Regions from separate parts of the Mus musculus genome. Here all the other regions are linked to region 1. Evidence: chromatin contacts called from public HiChIP or PLAC-seq and promoter capture Hi-C data. All regions are on one chromosome and are shown on one strand. The core of a region is the stretch at or near the end of the contact, and the rest is flanking DNA. Distances in the headings are between cores, read along the strand shown. Region 1 holds the start of 4930502E09Rik (RIKEN cDNA 4930502E09 gene). Region 2 holds the start of Ptrh2 (peptidyl-tRNA hydrolase 2). Region 3 holds the start of Rnft1 (ring finger protein, transmembrane 1). Region 4 holds the start of AA465934 (expressed sequence AA465934).

The links. Promoter capture Hi-C pulls out the DNA fragments that hold promoters and counts their contacts. HiChIP or PLAC-seq counts read pairs in DNA pulled down with a chosen protein or histone mark.
Region 2: a FOXA1 HiChIP or PLAC-seq map of pancreatic cancer cells shows a contact between it and region 1. The contact joins the promoter of Ptrh2 here to the promoter of 4930502E09Rik in region 1. A contact is called at or near these places in 1 of 39 promoter capture datasets (the C10 cell line), 2 of 115 datasets of contacts at active chromatin or transcription factors (astrocytes and pancreatic cancer cells) and 2 of 9 other capture datasets (adipose tissue and liver).
Region 3: a contact with region 1 is called in a promoter capture Hi-C map of hippocampal neurons, with 12 times the contacts expected there. The contact joins the promoter of Rnft1 here to the promoter of 4930502E09Rik in region 1. A contact is called at or near these places in 2 of 39 promoter capture datasets (hippocampal neurons and liver), 1 of 115 datasets of contacts at active chromatin or transcription factors (astrocytes) and 2 of 9 other capture datasets (adipose tissue and liver).
Region 4: a contact with region 1 is called in a promoter capture Hi-C map of pre-B cells, with 5 times the contacts expected there. The contact joins the promoter of AA465934 here to the promoter of 4930502E09Rik in region 1. A contact is called at or near these places in 4 of 39 promoter capture datasets (the C10 cell line, erythroid cells, liver and 1 more), 1 of 115 datasets of contacts at active chromatin or transcription factors (astrocytes) and 1 of 9 other capture datasets (liver).

The regions. Positions count from the first base shown.
Region 1 is chr11:84,827,246-84,830,669 of GRCm38.p6, forward strand. It overlaps 4930502E09Rik (RIKEN cDNA 4930502E09 gene), which reads left to right and starts at 1,933. Exons shown (of 3, transcript NR_046281.1): 1 at 1,933-2,167; 2 at 2,657-2,797; 3 at 3,245-3,424. Dhrs11 (dehydrogenase/reductase (SDR family) member 11) reads right to left here and starts at 1,758. Exons shown (of 7, transcript NM_177564.5): 1 at 1,506-1,758. The coding sequence starts at 1,652.
Region 2 is chr11:86,682,466-86,685,889 of GRCm38.p6, forward strand. Ptrh2 (peptidyl-tRNA hydrolase 2) reads left to right here and starts at 1,609. Exons shown (of 2, transcript NM_001098810.3): 1 at 1,609-1,658. It overlaps Vmp1 (vacuole membrane protein 1), which reads right to left and starts at 1,371. Exons shown (of 12, transcript NM_029478.6): 1 at 1,275-1,371.
Region 3 is chr11:86,483,123-86,486,546 of GRCm38.p6, forward strand. It overlaps Rnft1 (ring finger protein, transmembrane 1), which reads left to right and starts at 1,535. Exons shown (of 9, transcript NM_029788.5): 1 at 1,535-1,677; 2 at 2,939-3,383. The coding sequence starts at 2,990.
Region 4 is chr11:83,289,896-83,293,319 of GRCm38.p6, forward strand. AA465934 (expressed sequence AA465934) reads left to right here and starts at 1,804. Exons shown (of 3, transcript NR_028363.2): 1 at 1,804-1,938; 2 at 2,079-2,202.

The sequences.
Region 1 (3,424 bases), core at 683-3,182:
GTATGTCTGTGTGTGTGTGTGTGTGTATGTGTAGAACATTATCCATCTCTCTGTCATTGTCCCTCCTTGCTTCACTTCTGCCATCTCCATCTGATCTCCAAAATGACCTGAAATCAGGGCTGTCCCCACACAGCAAAGAGGTTCTCTCTTAATGACATGCAGCCACCCTAGGGTTGACTGATCTGCTTGGAGATTCCCTTAGGATTCGGGGAATCCCTTTGCTGGCTAGTTTAGGGTAGAGAAGTGGAAAAGAAGGCAAGACTGGCTTCAGAATTAGGGAATCAAAACTAAAACAAACAAACAAAAAAAACCTAGGGAATCCAGTTGTCCAATCCTGGCCTTAATCCTCTCAGCTCCAAAGATGGGGCTGGGCCCTGTGCTTCTCCAGGGAAGGAGAAGGGTGAAGTGAGGCAATGGTGGAGGCAGGTGACCTTGGGATTATCTGAGAGGCTATAAAGTGTACCTTTGGCCAGTAGCTGGGGAGGGGACAGTCCTCCTTCCTGCAACAACTTCTCCCTTTGCCTCCACCCAAGGCCTCCTTACCCTTTTCTGTCAGAGGACTTTGAGCCATGGTGAAGATAGAGCCCTGCAGGTGGTCCTGCCAGGGCAAATAATGGGAATTTCTCTTGTCTTCTCCCAAATGGCATCTCCTCCCTATCTTTTCTGATCTGATGCTGCTCATAACTCCAGGAACCCCCAAAAGAATGTTAAGAGAAAAACTAGGGAGTTCTGGATCCGTAACATTTTATTTTCTCAAGACTTACAGGTTTAATGCCCTATTTCACCTACTCAGTCCCACCTAGGAAAATGAATCAGAAAAGAGAGAGAGAGAGAGAGAGAGAGAGAGAGAGAGAGAGAGAGAGAGAGAGAGAAAGAGATCTACAAGTAAATATTCCATTCACTCTTTAGGCTCATGGCATGTGAGTTGAGCTCAGATTTGAATTAAAAGGAGAGCTAGCTTCCACCCTAACCTCACCCTCAGTCATGGGTCAAACACTAGCTTCTTGTTCATTGGTTGGCCAGCACTTTACTCGGTGTGGCTTGGGTGAGGTTTGGGGACAAGATGAAACTAACCTAGTCACTTAGACTAGCCAGTTTTTTTTTTTTTTTCTTTTCTTTTTTTCCCCCTTCTCCCTGGCTGCCTAGCTAGCCCTTGACCTCTGGCTTCCTCTTTCACCTGCCAGTATAGGGGGCACAAGATGGCAGGGGTAAGGGAAGAGAATACCAGGGGTCAGGATTTGGTACTCTGCTGCGACACGAACTATCAGGAGTGAATGGCTCTTATAAAAATAGAACTTAGAGAGAACTTAGGTCCTCTCGCTACTAAACAGCACTCCTGCTCTCAAGGCCGTTGCAAATGGCCCTAGGGTAGTAGGCTCAAAAAGAGCAGGGTCTCTGGCTCCGGCCACGGCAACTCTCCCTCCCCTCACTCAAAGCCCTGCCCCATGGAAACGACGTACTCCCCCCTCCCCCAAGAGCGTCCCCGCTGCCTGGCGGAGCCTTACCTCGATGTTGCCAACGGTGCGGGCACAACCCACAACCTTCAGTCCCTGCTGGACTAATGCCCGGGCCACGGCCGCACCGATGCCCCCCGAGGCTCCCGTCACCAGTGCCAGCCGGTCGCGCCACCGCTCCATGCCAGCTCTAGTCATGGTCCCGAGCCGTCTGCCCACCTCGTTCGGCGAACCAGGCACTGGGAGCGGGGAGCTTAGTCTGGGGTTACTGAAGATCGGTGGCTCCCTGGTCACTGCAGTGGGGGACGCCGGCAACTTGGAGTTGCGCCTAGACCCACCCACTATTGGCCCGGCCTCCGGCCCGGGCTCCGCCCTCGGGACCTCCGCATTGGGCCACATGGCGTCCGAGTGGCCACCTTTTCCGGACACGCCCACGCCCGCGCACGAGCCCGTCCTTCCCGCGACAGGCGGAAACCGCACAGCCTTGAGGATAGGGGCCCACCGCGGAAGTGGGGCCTGACAGCCGGTGGAGTTGCTTTTACCGTGAGCGCTTCCCTTTGCGGTGGAGAGCCTCCATCTGCGAGGAAGAGGACGCACGCTCGCACGCACTCAAGGCCTCCTTTGCTCAATCAGCCCTACTTCCAAAGGCCTGAGGACAGGATGGGGGATCTAAAGGTTACTCCAGTGCCCTCCCAAACCACTGGTGACTGACAGTAAGGATTCAATCCAAAAAGCTTAAGGGCCTCTGCCATCAAGGCCAGTTGACCTGAGGAAGGGTTATTGTTCACTGTACCTGATCCTTTGGCTTCACTGGCCAAGTAAATGGTTAAAATACCCAAGTACTCTACACCTAAATGGCACCACGTCTTCAACCGTCCTTGACATCAACCACTCCCAGTCCTACAACGGCGCAAATGTTACACGATGTACATCAATAGTCACCCGCAGAAGCTGACAACTTGAATATCACGTGGTAGCCATAACTTTAAACAGCATGCATAATATACCCTTATAAGATTTTTGAGCCGGGCGTGGTGGCTCATGCCTTTAATCCCAGCACTCGGGAGGCAGAGGCAGGTGGATTTCTCAGTTTGAGGCCAGCCTGGTCTACAGAGTGAGTTCCAGGACAGCCAGGGCTATACAGGGAAACCCTGTCTCGAAAAAAACAACAAAAACAATATTTTTGTTTTTCTTTTGTGCAGGAGCCAACAGAGCTCTACCACAAGGCATGGTGGCACAAGCCGGTAAGGGGACATAAGAGACAGGTCCACGAGTTCAAGGCCATCCTTTAGTAGAGAGTGAATTCCAGGCCAACTGAAACATGAGCCCCTTTCTCAAACACAGTAAGTATACTGGCACATTAAGTGTGAAAAACAACAAAACAAAACAAAACAAAACAAAACAAACAAAAAAAAGAGAAGTGTGATGAAGGCTAGAGAGATGGCTCAGCAGTTAAGAGCACTAGCTGCTCTTCCAGAGGTCCCGAGTTCAATTCCCAGCAAGCACATGGTGGTGGCTCACAACTATCGAAAAAGGTCCGATGCCCTCTTCTGGTGTGTCTGAAGACACCAACAGTGTACCCATACATGCCTGATAATGCCAGCTGGTGGTACATGCCTTTGATTCAGCACTCAGCAGGCAGATCTCTTGAGTTTGTTGCCAGCCTGGTGTACAGTGAGTTCCAGGTCAACCCGGGCTACAGAGAAACCCTGTCTCAAACAAAACAAAACAACAACAACAAAAAATAAAAATAAAAAACCAACAAACTGTTTGATGTCTACCTTCTTCAGATAGCCATCCTTTATGATTTCTGGACATGGATAAGAAGCTCAAAGACCAGGCGCGTGCGTGCCTACCACAGTCACACAACCCATGCTGATGCAGTCCTAGGAGGCTGAGGCAGAATTGTAAACTTGAGGTTAGTGTGAACTAGTGAGACCCTGAGTTTAAAAGAAAAAAAATAAATTCAC
Region 2 (3,424 bases), core at 359-2,858, 1.9 Mb after region 1:
TTAAATGTATCCAAGGATAAACCCCTTAAAATGCATCTGTGTTTTAGATAACCTAGGCAAATAAGTTAAGCAGAAGAGATTCCCACTTCAGAATCACTTTGCATCTACTCCAACTGATCATGTGTCTGGTACGCCAGCATCTTTCTCCCAAAGGTCAACAAAAACATCACCTCCAATACAAAAATACAGCGTAGTAAATAAGCTTCTTCCCTAAAATCAGACCCAAGGACAACACAATTCTCAGACAATAACAGCTGGAATATAGCCGGACCCAGCACTCGGGAGGCAGAGGCAGGTGGACCTGGTCTACAGAGCAAGTTCCAGAACAGCCGGGGCTACACAGAGAAACCCCATCTCAAAAAATGAACTAAAACAGTTGGAATTAAATTCTTCATTAGGCCAAGAGAAACACTGGAAAAGGTTCTCTAAATGATCAATCTGTCTACGAAACCTCTCACAAGCGTCAAGAAAGAACTGAAAGGTAAGGAATGACATTGCCAATAGACACATACACAGCCGATCTATGCATTCCTGGATTCTTTGCTGGAGTAGAAAAGCAAAAGATGTTTACATAAAATCAACTGGAGGTCATAAGCAACCCATAGCTGCCTAACCCGCTAAGCCCATACACTGTTTGGAATCGTAAAGACCTTTAAGTCCCTATCTTGCTGCAAGTACTTCCACTGCGGGGAAATAAAAATGTTGGGGATCAAGGTTTTGGAAAAAGCGGAGAGCCCTCTTTTTTTTTTTTTTTTTTTTTTTTTTAAATGACAGTCCTAGGAAAAGCTGAGTGGGTCCACAGCAATAACTCTGAGAGGTAATGACCCCTTCCTTTGACTACTCTGCACTGTCGGTACACCCGAATACCTTCGTTTCTCGGAGATATACTTAGCATACTGCGCTAGTGGCCCGGGAGGAGAAAAACCCATTGAAAGGTCCTGAGAATCAGCAGCAGCGAAGACCCTCTTCATTTAACCCAAGGCTCTGGACAGCTCGGGAGTGAGGTTCTCTGAGAAAGCCAAAGCCGGCTTCCAGGTCTGGAACGAACTGTCGCGAGTGTCTGGGTTCAATGTCCCGGTAACCAAGCGCGGAGAGGTGTCCCACATAACCTGGCCACCGCCAGCTGACACAGCCAGTCAGCAGTGACCTGAGCCATCTCAAGTGGAAACCAGCGTGTTCTGCGTCTGCATCACCCAAGTGCGGGAGCTGCGGAAGCGGCCGAGCTGTGGGAAAGCTCGGCTTGGGCTCCGGACTCCCCGCTTTCGCTCACCTACCCGCTCAGACCCCGGCTTCTCCGGATCGCAGGATCCTGGAAGCGGCTCACAACACCGACTCTCACACCCGCCGCTGGGCTCCAGCCAACCGGAACTCGCTCGCGTCACTTCCGGTCCGGCTCCTTTAAGGAGCCCGCCTCCAAAAGAGAAACGTTCCCCCACCCCCACCCCCTCCTTTCGGCCACCGGGAGGTTCCTCGCGGGATTTCGGTTCGGCTTTCTCGGTTCGGGCTCTGTGGGTGTGACAAGAAGAAGGATGACTGCGCTTCGTAGTTTCTGATCCGGAACTAGTTTTTCAGGAAACCCGGAAGGAGTAGGTGGCGCGCGCGAAGCGTGTTCCTTGTTCTGGCTTGGAGACCTGCGAGGTGAGCGAGACGAGCTCCAGGTAAGTCTCGACTCCTTCTAGGACGGTGCAGAGGAGTGTAGTTCTTAATGGCTCTACTGAAAAGCATCTTATCATCTTACCCCACGGTCGGCCTCCCCCTAGCTACTTCATAAATTGTCTTCCGCCCCGTGGCTGCTGCCTGCCTTGCCTACTCTGCAAACCTTTGGAAGAAGCCAAGATAGAACCCAGAATTTTAGTCGCTGGCAACACCTCCTCTTAGAGGTGGCATTGATACGCTACCCTAGCGTGAAAAAAATGGAGAACAGGCCTCACACTATACATTTTAAATATCCGTCTTCGAATTGTTGAGCCCAGCTTGGAAAAGGAAAAGAATTCTAAAGATGGATTCAAAAGTATTTTTATTTATTGGTATTGCGGTGCATGCACGTTGTGCATGGTGAGCAAAGCGCTCTACTCTGAAGCTATTGTTAATCTCATGGATTCGAAGTGGAAGACCACTGACCCAAATCATGGCCAGATTAATTAAAGCAAACTTTTTATTATTATTATTCGTTTACACGGACTATTTCTCCCAAAAGGCAGTGTTCAAGAGATCAGCACTGGACATGGGGAAAATAAGGATTTTTATAGTTCAGGAGTATTGGTTTCCAAATGGGGGATTTGGCATATAAACAGTGTTAATAGCAGCGGAAAGTGAACATAAGTTGGTCATAACAACCCTCTGAAGTAAGACATGGTTGCAAGGTGGTCAGTAATAGCCTTTGGAAACAAAGGCATAGTTGCCGTTTCCAGGAAAAGGCAGATCAAGAATATTTAGCCATATGTTGCTCTGTGACACTAATCTCTACCACATTGGACAGCATAGGGACAGACAGAAGGGCCAACTATGTACGTGTGTGTAATATTATCCATATTTCCAGGCAAATAGGTAGTTTTGCTTAGGAGACTGCAAACTGTGAGAAAGGTCAGGTGAGCAGTGGGTGGAAGTTGAGTTAAATAACTCAGAGGAAGGTTTAAAGTTTTAAAAGTCAGCAGGGAGTGGTGCACAAAACTCAAGAATGAAACACAAAAAGAAAGAACTGTGGTAGCAATGACAGCCTGTCTGGTTCTTTAGCAGTTTGGATAGAATAGTATATTACCCATCCTGTAATAGACGCTATGTAGAGACGTTAACTTTCCCCAAATCTGATTTGCTTATTTTACAACCTAGAAATTGTGAGGACTCCTAATTCTACCTGGCAGGCAGCTATCAAACATTTGTTGTATTTAACTTCTCTTGGTCTTAGGTTCTCTGTTCCCCCATCTTTTGTTTTGGATTTTGAATGCTTTCTTCATTAAAATGGGCAGACAATGTTTACTTTGAAAAGATTATGAAAAGGGAGCTAGGTTTCAGGATACATAGCTAGAATCCCAGCTACTGGGAAGGCTGAGGCAAAAGGACCATGGCAAGAGCAGCCCAGGCAACCTTAGCAAGGTGCAGTGTAAACAGAGGCAGGGATGAGGCTCAGAGAGTCCTTGCCTAACATGCAGGAGGCGCAAGAGCAGTAGTTCTCAACCTGTGGGTTGTGACCCCTTCATATGGGGTCATATATCAAATATTCTGTGTATCAGATATTTATATTATGTTTCCTAGCATACAATGTAGCAAAATTATAGTTATGAGGTAAAATGAGATAATTTTCTAGTTGGGGGTCACTATAAAATGAGGAATTCTATAAGAGGTTACAGCATTAGGAAGGTTGAGAACCACTATAGAGTCTACCCCAAGCATGCAGAGAGGGAGAGAAGAGGGTCAGTGAGCTGCC
Region 3 (3,424 bases), core at 285-2,784, 1.7 Mb after region 1:
AGAGTTCAAATCCCAGCAACCACGTGGTGGCTCACAACCATCTGTAACAAGATCTGATGCCCTCTTCTGGAGTGTCTGAAGACAGCTACAGTGTACTTACATATAATAAATAAATAAATCTTTAAAAAAAAAAAAAAAGAGTTTTACTCTGTATCATAGATTGGCCTGGAACTCACAGCATCTTTCTGTCTTAGTCTTCAAAATTCTAGGATTACAATCATGAGCCACTAATGCTTATCATACGTTCATTTTAGTTTAAAATAAAACTACTCACATAGGATCTCTGCTGTGCACAAAATTTGCAGTCTCAGTTGGCTCCCTGGAACCCAAATAAAGGTAGGAGAGAAAATTTCCCAAAAGTGTCCTCTGTCGTACCAGTTCAGGCACTACCTGTCACCATCACGCACAGGCACAAATAGGCCTGTTCTACTTGGGACCAAGTCTTAAAAAAAGAGAGTGCTAATGTGCTGGTCACAGAGAGAAGCAGATCCAAAAGAGCATTGGGATTTTTTAAAGTGCTTTTTGACTTGAGAGAAATTTAAGAATAGTCTCAAGATGAATGAAGGGCTGAGGCTAAAACCAGTAGATTCAGTTATACTACTATGAAAGGAAGACAAAATTTCATGGCTAAGGAGATTTTGACAAGGTATTTGAAAGGTTTAAGTCAGGTAGAAAGACAAAATTACTGGACACGTAACTCAGAAGTGTCTCTGCAAAAAGCCAAGTGTGTGCAAAACGCCAGACTTTTGCCTAGTCACGTCAGCCTCCGATGAAATACTTAATTTCAAGAATCATAGGAATCCTGTTATACATATGATGTCCTAGATTTTCCAGAACTGTGTTTTTTTTTTTTTTCCTTGTAGTATCTTTTTTCCCCTTTAGTAGCCTTTATTTTAGAAGTCGAGTTCCCTGCTCGCCAACACGGGGTTTTCTAAATCTACTTCCAGGGCCTCACAAACTTCCTGGCGCGTCTGATATCCAGTTCTGGCACCCGGTTCTGGCACGAACTAGGGCACACTGTTCAACTTCAGGCTTGGAACCCGAATCCAGGTCACACAACCTCTCTGCCCAGGCAGCCCAGCGGGTCTGGCGTAGCTAGCAACACGCAGCCGGAAGCCAGATCGCGGCTCCCGGTACGCAGCCCGCTGCCGAGCAGGTTCCTGGACCTACCCATTTTCAACCTCAAGTACTGAAGGACTCCGAAGCGTGTGACTGATCACTAATACACGCAAGACGTGACAGCCACGCAGACTTAATTAGCACACACGTCCGCCACTACGCCACTCGTATAACATCACCAACAGGGCCACAGGGCGACAGGGCGGGTCTACGATGTTCAGGGCGGGGCCTAGATGCGCCCTCCTCCTCCTCCTCCCAGTGAAGGCGGGGCTAGGGACTCGGGACAGGGCCTAAAGGTTCCCTTCTCTGCTGGGAAGGGCGGGGCCGGGATGAGCGCGGGGCGGGGCCTAGAGGCTCCTTCTTCCACTGGGCGAGGGCGTGGCCCGGCGAAGGCGGGCCGCGCGTGACGACGTCTAGGGAGCGCGCGCGCCGCCGCGGGGCCAGGCCGAGCGCTGCTGGTGGCGTCCGAGGCTGAAGGCTTGGCGAGAAGGGCTTGCGGCCGCGTGTCGGGCTGTTGGTATTGTGGCTGCCGAGGCCGCCCGCTCCTGGTCATGAGAGGTCAGGCCTGGGGAAGGGGGTGAGGCGGAGGGTTTCCGGGGAGAAGAGCCGAAGCTCGGACGTGGGTGGAGAACTCTGTCCTCGCGGATTCCGGAAGAGTTGGCGTTGACTTTTCTTTCTCCCTTTCCCCTTTTCTTGTTTATGTATGAAGGAGGGCAGGTTTTGTGTTTCTTTTTTAATAGCAGAGACACAAACTGTCCTGTCCCAAGTCGCTCTTCAGAGAGTGAGGCGATAGAGCCGCTGTGGCTTCCGAGCCTCTTCGAAACGTCACACAGTAACTGCACGGTTTCAGCCAGCCAGCCTCCGCCGCAGCTAGCTCCATCGCGGGGGAAACGGGAGAGGCCCGGCGGTGGGCTCTGCGTTTCGTCGGGCGACAGCACGATTCTGGCACCCTGGTCCGAGATCCACACTGGATCACGTAGGGATCTTGCCCTGCCCACAGCCTCTCTTCTGACACCCCTAACCAAGCCGATGGTGGCATTTTTATTCGGGAGGCTAACTCCTTATTTAGACTAAAGCATCACTTAGCAATTACGTGATGACTCCCCCTAAGGGTCCTCTTTCAAAGGCATTTGACTAACATTCTTTTGGAAGGAGAAGCAATATTCTCGGTGGCACCATTAATTACTGAAAACCTTATTAGCTTTGTGGAAGCTGTTTCAGCATAAAATGAAGTGTTTATTATCTTTGTTGATGCTTAATTAAGGCACTGATTTTTTTCCTTCTAAACATTAATGAATCTGTAAAAAAAAATCTATTGTATTTATTTAGTGTGTGTGTCAGAGGACTTGTGGGAGTCAGTTCATTGCTTCCACCATATGAGTTTAGGGGATTTAACTCAAATTAAAGGTCTTGACTTACCCAGCCATCTCACCCACCCTTAGCAAACTTCCTGATGTGGACTCTGCCTCAGAGTACATGAGCCAACTTATTCAGCATTAGTGCTGCTATTCACTGTGGTATCTGCTGGGCACCCCTTTGACTCTTTGCTGATGTCTTTTGGCACATTTGAAAAATCAAGACATCTGCAGTGCTTTGTACTTTAAGTAGCCCCTGGTTCAAAACTCTTGGTTTGCCAAGTTGGACTTCGAGGTTGGAGTGGGGCAGGGCAGCAGAGCTTTGACAGTTGCAAAGATTGAAGGACCTGAAACTTGTCTGTGACTGTCAACTGCCCCTTTAGTGAACAAAGGACACCTAATGAACCGATGCACTGCTTGTGATTAACTTAGAATGCTTTCTGCTCTTTGATTTTACTTTTAAGGAGAAAGAGTCCTGAAGCAAAGACATTTTAGAGAGAAAATACTCAAGGGCCATGCAAGCCAGCTGTAACCAACTGCATGATCCTCCGGGCACTGCACATGAAGATGCTGCAGCCTCCCCGTGTGGTCATTCAAGATCAACAGAAGGTTCCCTTCACCCTGGGGATGTACATATCCAAATAAACTCCGGACCAAAAGAATATTCTGAAAATCCAAGCTCTAGAAATCCCAGGTCAGGCGTCTGTACTTGTGCCCATGGATGTGTGCATGGTCGTTTCCGGAGTTACTCCCACAGTGAAGCAAGACCACCTGATGACTTTGCTACAGAGTCTGGGGAACATGGAAGTGGCTCCTTCTCAGAATTCCGCTATCTCTTCAAGTGGTTGCAAAAAAGTCTTCCTTATATTTTAATTCTGGGTATTAAACTTGTTATGCAGCATATAACAGGTAGGAAATAAAACTGCTGAATTAAGTTTCCCATTTTATTA
Region 4 (3,424 bases), core at 554-3,053, 1.5 Mb before region 1:
TGGATGGTGTACTGGCTGGTTTTACGTGTCAACTTGACACAGGTTGGGGTTATCACATAGAAAAGAGTTTCAGTTGGGGAAATGCCTCCATGAGGTCCAGCTGTGAGGTATTTTCTCAATTAGTGATCAAGGGGGAAAGGCCCCTTGTGGGTGGGACCATCTCTGGGCTGGCAGTCTTGGGTTCTATAAGGGAGCAGGCTGAGTAACCCAGGGGAAGTAAGCCAGTAAAGAACATCCCTCCATGGCTTCTGCATCAGCTCCTGCTTTCTGACCTGCTTGAGTTCCAGTCCTGACTTCCCTTGGTGGTGAACAGCAGTATGGAAGTGTAAGCTGAATAAACTCTTTTCTCCCCAACTGCTTCTTGGTCATGATGTTTGTGCGGGAATAGAAACCCTGACTAAGACAGATGGTCTAGTATAGGCAACACTTTGTTACTTCCTATGCTCCCTTTTATTTCTTTGAGACCCTTTGCCAATCCCCTATTGATCATCACAATCCTTGTTTGTCACCTCTCCATTTCCACTGTCATTATCACTTAACTCTTCTTAGCTCTTGAAATCAGTTTCGGAGTGTTTACACTGTCTCACTCTGAACATGCGTGTACACTGTTTCCTTAAATATTACTCTGATCACTTCATTACTTGGCCTCTGAAATATTCAGTCTCCCTCTACTCTTCAAGTTTGCATCCAACTGGTTTGTGCTCTTAGCAAAGTCTCAGCCTGTCTTCCTAATCTCCTATCACTAACACAGGAGTCCTTAAACTTTGCAGTGACTCAGAATTGTTCCTGGAGTGCTTGAAGTATTCTATTGGGTCAGTTATGGGTCACAATCAATTTGGAGTTTTTACTATTACTTTTTTACACTGGACGACGGACGATTAACAGGTCTTTGCTTGTTTCTAGAGTTCACGGAATTTTGAGAAGCACCCCAACAATGATTTTTAGCTTTGCCAACATTTGGAAAACTAGATTTTTCAGCTAACTCATCTTGAGTTTAATAATTTTCTTGATCTTTCTGTCTCTCTATACTTCTGACTATCCTGGAGCTCCCTATTAGATCAAGGTGGTCTCAAACTAAGATATGCTTCTGCCTCCTCCTAAGTACTGGGTTTAAAGGCGTGCATCACCACGCCAGGGGGGAATCAGGAGATCTTAAGGCTCTTCAGGACCTAAATGAAATGTCTCTTCTCCCAGGAGATCGTCCGTGCTGGCCTTGGCAATTTGATATTTAGCTGCACTTTTCTCAGGGCATCTTTAATTATTTAGAATGCCCAATACCAGGGTTTGATTACCAGCACTCACATGGCAGCTCACAACCATCTGTAACTCCAGTTCCAGAAGATCTGATACCTGTTTCTGATCTCTGCGGGCTCTGTGTTGGCATAGTGCACAGACACGAATGCAGGCAAAACACACATGTATAATCACAAATAGATCATTTTTAAAATCTGTTTTTTTTTTAAAAAGTGTTCAAGATAGGAGTCTCTCTCTTCTCCCCATTCTCCATCGAAGCAATGGTAAAATCACTACGCCTAACAGTCGCCCGGAGTCCCGTGAGTAGAGAATTGTGTAAGAAGAAAACCAGCGTCGCTTTCTGAGCAAAAACCACAGGCCTAAGTCGCGAGACACAGACCCAGACGCCTAGAAAGCCCGGGGAAGCAGCCTCCACCTTTAGGTCAGCTCCACCCCTTGCTTTCACTTCACCTTTCGATTGGCTGCTCTTCATGCAGGCACCGCCTTATAGTTGTCACGTGAAGCTCTGGCTGCCGTGGGATTGGCTTACTGACGCGCGCGGGGCTGTGGGATGCAGGCCCGAAGAGGCGGAGGGGAGAGGACGCGGGAAGCCAGTGTGCCCCGGACGCAGTGTCCTAGCGCTCATCGGGTCATCCTCTGCAGCCCAGATTGTCCCTGTCCAAGACTGCGGAATGAAGAATCCAGGTTGGGAGCCGATTGAAGCCCCGACTCCGTCCTCAGTCCTCTTTCCCTACCAAGGATGGCTTCAGGCTCCCGAAGTTGGCGGGTTTGGACTTTTATCTTTTTTTTTTTTTTTTTTTTTTTTTTTTTTTTTTTGCTTTGAGAACCTGTGTGTAAGTCCTCTCTGGTCAGCAAAGGAATCTGTGCAGAGCGCCATGAATTAGAGGATGGGGGAATGAGTGCTTGAAGATGCCCGAGGTATGGTCCTTATCCGTGTGACATTTGGAGGTAAGATGGCGTTATAAATTGTGCTCATGCATTTCTAATTAAAAGCCATGGGATTAGGCTTACCAAGGTCACTTAATTGAACCCTTTTGTTCCAGGCTGTTAACACGCTTCCCCAGTTCTTTAGGAACTCAGTGAGATGGGGCTGGTGGGAGAGATGGGGGAAAACTCGTGAACTGGCGCATAGTTGGCACACCAGTTGCCATGAGATGAGTGCTGTGAGGCAGAGAACTAGGTACCTGCTGGCATGGCAGGAACTTGGAATCAGGTACCACCATGTCTGTCTGGATCTTTAAGCGGAATCGGTTTCACAAACTTTGCTTCTGTAATTCAAAGGGCAGAGCCTTCCTTTGGGATTAATCGAGATAAGGTTTCCTGTGTAAAGTGGCAGCAGTATGGAGAGGCAGAGCTGACAGCAGGAAGGGTTTCTCTGGGGCAGGGGAACACAAGCTCTAATAGTAGATTTGAGAACTTTAATAGTCTAGGTTGGGTAGTCTGTAAGATTCGTTAGGATTATGTTATTAACTAGTTAAGGGGTAAATGGGTTATTTTGGGGTTTTTATTTTGTTGTTTTTAAAAGATTTATTTATTTCATGTATATGGGTACACTGTCGCTGTCTTCAGACATGCTAGAGGAGGCCCATTACAGATGGTTGTGAGCCACCATGTGGTTGCTAGGAATTGAACTCAGAACCCCTGGAAGAGCAGTCAGTGCTCTTAACCACTGAGCCATCTCTCCAGCCCCTTTATTTTGTTTTAAAGACAGAGTCTGTATAGCTAGCCCACCATGGCCTCAAACTCAGGATTCTTCTGCCCCAGCCTCCCAAAGCAGTAGGATTACAGGTGTAACCACCACTGCCCCTGGCTTGATTTTTGTTGTTTTGGAGGTTGTTTGGTTGTGGTGATGGTCTTTCTGGGAATTGACCTAAGGCCTCATTCATTGTTTTGAAATCCCTTGAATACCACAGTAGTTTGTATATTATTTCCTGGACCATGGGGAGAAAGTGGATGCTTTAGTGACTGAATTACACTTTTATAGGTTTAAAGTCAGCATATATATGTGCTGGAATCCAGGGAAAACAGAGGCAGAAGACCCACTGAATCACAGTGTTGTGAAACAGATGAGCTTTAAATCAGTTATTGACCCTATGCAAGAGCAGCCAGTGCTCTGAACCACTGAGCTATCTCTCCAGTGCCTGTAGTTTCACCTATTATTAGTAAAGGG